Linked DNA regions of Anas platyrhynchos: region 2 is linked to region 1. A link is a contact called in public Hi-C data. All regions are on one chromosome and are shown on one strand. The core of a region is the stretch at or near the end of the contact, and the rest is flanking DNA. Distances in the headings are between cores, read along the strand shown. Region 1 holds the start of SPIRE1 (spire type actin nucleation factor 1). Region 2 holds the start of CIDEA (cell death inducing DFFA like effector a).

What was found. A called contact is a pair of places that touch in the nucleus more often than the background predicts.
Region 2: a Hi-C map of subcutaneous adipose tissue shows a contact between it and region 1, with 3 times the contacts expected there. The contact joins the promoter of CIDEA here to the promoter of SPIRE1 in region 1. A contact is called at or near these places in 2 of 8 Hi-C or Micro-C datasets (F1 follicle and subcutaneous adipose tissue).

Annotation. Positions count from the first base shown.
Region 1 is chr2:48,838,038-48,840,737 of IASCAAS_PekinDuck_T2T, reverse strand. SPIRE1 (spire type actin nucleation factor 1) reads right to left here and starts at 1,373. Exons shown (of 17, transcript XM_027452074.3): 1 at 794-1,373. The coding sequence starts at 1,136. It overlaps CEP76 (centrosomal protein 76), which reads right to left. Exons shown (of 12, transcript XM_027452077.3): 12 at 2,096-2,431. The coding sequence ends at 2,293.
Region 2 is chr2:49,039,114-49,041,813 of IASCAAS_PekinDuck_T2T, reverse strand. CIDEA (cell death inducing DFFA like effector a) reads left to right here and starts at 1,414. Exons shown (of 5, transcript XM_005013097.6): 1 at 1,414-1,554. The coding sequence starts at 1,517.

The DNA of each region.
Region 1 (2,700 bases), core at 124-2,623:
GCCCTCCCAGGAGGTTACGGACATCTGCGTGTGTGTGCCAGAGTGGGGCCTGAGCCTCACGTTCAGATACACCCCACAGGCCATTAGAAACATGAAGAGGCAACAGAATGAGGCCACAAACAGCAAGGAAATGGTAACAACAAAAAGAAACACCTACTAAATCACTGCCTTTCCTACAGCTGACGTGAGAGGGGAAGAAGCCTGATCCCACCCCAAAACACTAAAAGCAAAAGCAGCACGCGGGGTGCAATTTGCCCGGCACACAAATCCACTGGCTGGGCAAATGCTTCCCCCGTTAATAAAATGTTAATTTTATTAACATTACCATCACCTATTTTTTAAAAATACGAGAGCACAGCAGCCTGTATTCAGGTGGAAATGGTTACGAGACCCACTGAAGCTGTGGGGGGAAGATGCAGCCCCTCTTCCATTCTGCATTTCTCGCTATTTGGGGGTACTGCTGGCCCCGCGCTGGCTGACCGACAGCACAACACCCACGCACTGACCCCACTGTGCATGCACCAGCCTGAAAAACCCCAAATTTTCTGAATTTCTCCCCAATTTCAGCGATGCTGAATCCAGCTAGCCTGACAGCGGGGAGCACCATGGATGCCTCATCCCCGTGCCGGCTGGGTTTGGGCTGAAGACCCCCTAAACCCCCACACCCAGACAAACCCAGATAACCCCAGACAGACCCTGCACACCCCGCAGCCCCCAGCCGGACCTCCCCGGGCGCGGGTCCCGCGGCCAAAGGCGGCGGAGGGGGGGGCTTTTGGGGGCGCTCTCCCCTTACCCTCTGCGCTGTGGGGCGGCCGCCGGGGCTCGCCCTGCTCCATGCTGACGGCTCCGTCCCTCCAGACGCGGAGGTGCGCGGCTGCCCCCGGTCTGCCCGCGGGGGTCTCCCGGCGGCGGGCGCGGGCCCGCAGCCAGCCGCAGCACTGGTAGCAGACGGCCCACGCCTGCTCCTCGTTGATGGGCTGGTTGTACAGCCGCAGGATCTCCTCCAGCGACAGCGCCTCCGGTTGCCCTCCTCCTCCTCCTCCTGGTTCTCCGTCCTCATCGGTGGCTGTGGCGGCGGCAGCGGGGCGGGAGGCGCCGGGCTGCGGCTCTGCGCCGCGCTCCCCCGGCAGCGCCATGCCCTGCGCGGCTCAGCGCCCAGCGCTGCTGCTGCTCGCACTGCTGCTGCTGCTGCTGCTCCTCCTTGTGCCGCTGCTGCCGCTCCTAGCGCTCATCCTCCCCGCCCCGCCAGTGCCGCCAGGCCGCCGGACAGCCCGGCCCAGCCAGGCGGGCGGGCAGCGGGCGGCCGGGGCGGGAGGAGCGGCCCCGGCGCTGGCGCTGCCGCCGCCGCCGCCGCCGCGGGGGGAACGGCTCCGAGCCGCGCAATGGCCGCCCCGCGCCACGCAGCGCCCCCTGCCGCCCGCCCTCCGGCACCGCAGCGCCCGCACGGCCCCTGCTGCTGCGGGAGGGGGGGGCCCTGCTTGCAATGGCAGGGAGATGGGACTGCCCCCTGCCAAGCGCTGCGCCGAGGGGGTGGTGCAGGAAAGGGCTTTAATTCATCCCTATCCAGCCCTCTACATTACACTAGATGCGATGAGATCGGTGTTGACCGATCCACATGTTTAAGACAACCAAAACCACACATGGATAAGCGTAGGTGAGAGTATCAGCCTCTGACAAAATCACAGAGGGGTATTACAGAGAACAACTTCCACCTCAGCAGCAGGCTAAGGTTGAGTGTCAGAAAGGGGAGAGGTATTACAGAAATAAGCCTCTGCAGTTGTTTTTTCTCTTCCTCCAATCATCCATGACATATTTTAGAGGTTGGACTCGATGATCTTGAGGTCTCTTCCAACCTAGACAATTCTGTGATTCTGTGATATTATTTTCAGGGAAAAGGTACGATGTTAGACAGACTTCATCTAACTCAGCACAGCTATTCACCTAAGAACCCCCATAAATTATCACATTCATAGATTAATAAAATTACCTATACCCGACTGAACTGTTCCTAGGTGCTGAACTTAGAAGCTATTGCTAGCTCCAAGAGAGATGGAAATACAGGAATGTTGTATGTTTCCTTTCCACCGTGGAAATGTAAGTATTAAAGTTGCTTTTATTAAAATAAACTCTCTTTATAAATACAATTATTATCATGTATACAATTCACTTCACACAATACAGTATTCAAAATCCGTGGCACCTATATAAAAATACAATATTAGTTTAATTGCATCATTTGATATGCAGATACATTATTTTGCAGATCCAAAGAGGCATGCATGATTTTGTTTTTCAAAGGACGGAGCGGTATTTACAAGCAAACATGATCCAAACAGCACATGCGGATTCAGGGTACGTAAACACTCGTACACGAACTGCAAGTCGCACCTGGTCACCCCTACAACAGATTATTTCTTCACAGAAAGGAGACCTATGACAAAGAAGAAAATCAAGAATTACTAATATCATAAGCAAGAAAAATAACAGTAACAACGAATATCAATAAGCTACTATTAAAGTTTTCAGTTATACAAGTGCAATTATTTGAAACATGATTAACATACAACAAGCATCCCAAATCTGTCAATACAAACAATATTGTTTTATAGCGCAAGGGCTGTTGTCTTGGAGAAGAACAAAACCACTGACGATCACTTAGCAAGAGCAGAGAAATTAAACGAACTGTATTTCAGGGGAAAG
Region 2 (2,700 bases), core at 165-2,664, 200 kb before region 1:
CGACACTCTTTTCTCCCTGTACAACAGGGAAAGCTGCAGTATATACACGTTTCTTGACAGTAGAGAAACACTCAGTGAGAATTCATTATAAATGCTCATTTTGCTTAAATAACCTCAGTTGTGCCCACAAGCAAGTGTAAGATACAGACCCAGTGGAAAACAGGCTGCTTTGAGTCCAATGCCCAGAGAAATACCTGCTGCTGCCCATTTCCCATTCTCCTTGACTTTGTATCAGGGGTGTATCACGGAACTGTGACAAAACTACAAGTAGTAGGGGATAGAAAAAGAAGGGGGTAACTTTGCAGAAGGGGGCCCCTCACACCTGCAAGCCCTAAGGAGCCTGAGGAAGAAGAGATCAGCCTGAGCTCAGGTTCATCCAGGGAAGCCTGCTGGTCTGAGCTTTGCTGTGGGGAAGTGGGATTGCTTACTCTGCTAGGTGGGGGGACACAACACAATTTGTCCCAGATTAAAAGGTTTGTTTTCTTTTACAGCCGATAAGGGCCCCAGAGCTGAGGCTTGAGAACATTTATGCAGGGATTGGCTGGGTGCTGATGAAGCCTGGAAAGCAAAGAAATCAGGTGGGTGGCTCCTTTGTGCTCAACAAGATGGACCAGAAAAACAGTCCCATCCATGGGGTGACCCTGGGCGAGGTCCAGGCTCTGTCACCGAGGTGTCCCTGTGGAACCTTCCGGATCCAGCCTCCTGCCATCGGGCAGTGGCACAGAGCTCCCTGCTCACCGGCTGGCCCTAGGTCAGTGGGGCACGGAGCAGCCAGGATCTGCCTTGGTTTCTCTGTGGTCGTGGTTTTAGAGCTGTCAAAATGATCATGTTGTGTCAGAGCTGAAACATACTGTACTTGTGCCTGTGGGCCAGCATGAAAAGGAAAAAATGACATGTTTACCTGCCCCATAAACAGAAATCACTGCTGCCCATACCCTAGGAAGGCTAAATACCTCCAGTGAGGCTACTACATACATTAATCCAAGTTGTAAGCTTATTCCCAGGCTCTAAAATCAGAAGCCAAAGCACTTTAATCTGTTGATTTACTCTTAATGCTTAGAGGCTTCAAATGGGATTGGCTCCTGCTGTTGCTATATTAGCTGTAACTCAGATATACACGGAACAAGCAATCTTTATCTTTCCTTCCCTGGGTAAACAACAAGGAAAAAAAAACTCATTGGGAATAATAATAATAACAACGATAAATCTTCCCTCTGAGGTGCTTCGCCTGGCACCTGTCAGCACAACCCCGCCACCACTCGTCGTGCCAGGGGGGAGCTTGGAGCCAAAGGGGTCTCGGGGCGGGGGAAGAAGGGGGTCCGGGGGTGGCATGGACAAGGATAGGACAAGGACAAGGCTCCTGCAAGGCAGCCCACCTCATGGCCATGCCTCCCCTTGGCCGGGGGCGGGCTGAGGGCCGGCCCAGGGGCAGGCCGGCCGTGGAGGCGGAGCGGCCCCGCTCCCCATTAAGGGCGGTGGCGGCCGGCGCTGCCTGACGGCCGGGGAGGGCCAAGACATGGAGGGGGCGAGGGGCTACGTGGGCTCGGCGGTGCGGTGAGTGCCCCCGCGGCTCCGTTTCCTTTTAATTTATTTTTAAAGAAGCCTGAAAAGTGGAGGTTTGCTTGGCGGGGGAGCTCGGCGCCCTCCCCGCTCGTCCCGGGGTCGGTGGTGGCGTTTGGGGTGTGCTGGGCGGGCGCCGCTCCCCTTCTGCGCCTCAGGGCTGTGGGGTCTTCTCAGGCTGTTGTAACCGGGAAGCCAGGTGGGACACGCAGTGTCCTGGCTGATTTCTGACTTATTTTTGGCTTTGTTATTGCTGCTGTCGCTCGACTGTGAACTCTACCCTAAAAATCCAGCCGTGCCATATTCTGAAGCCGCTTGCGTTGTGCAATGTTGGCTTTCCTGAGGCTGGGGACCATTGCACCACGTTCTTAGACAAACATACAGGGCACATGGCAAGCAAAGATAAAGGGTGAAGTTAGCCTACAGGGCTCGGGGCAGGTTGTTAATCCCTGGTTTCTCCTCCAAAACAAAGAGCTCAGCTGGCCCCCTGCCCTGACACTGCACCAAATGCTTGGGACAGCGTCTGTAGGTCTCTGGGTGCTTGGCGTTACACAGGGCAAGCTGGGTGATGTTGAAGATAATTTCTTCCTCAGTTATAAACACTTTTCTGAGTTCTTGTATTTTCCACTGACATAGGATCCCTTCTCCTGTAGGGAAGAGCGAAGACCTGCACTTCAGCACCATCCCTTTGCTCTGTACCACTCATTCCCTGACTTATTCCCATTACCTTTTAGTATGCAATTATTTTCAGTAGCTCCAATCTAGTAGGGGAATTCCCTGCAAAAAAATAAGTGATATTTCTTTCTGTGAGCCATGAACAAGCCCCTTTGAGTCTCTGGTTTACATATGTGTGAGGGGAAACAAGCAGAACAGGCTTTGGGCAATTGACCCAGAAACGGAAGGGTTCACTTGGCTTTCTGGCTTTTTTTTCTTTTTTTAATACACTGGCTTTTGTTACCTAGTACTTAATATTGTCTGAAACCTCACCATGCTCTAGACTCACTTCTTCACGGGCAGACTTACTTGAAAGATATTGACTAGTCTTACGGAAACATACGTGGAATAGCATTGATGTTAAATAACTACCCGAGACTTGGACTGCTGTGAAGTGGCAGTATGGTTGAACTGATTGAAAGTCCT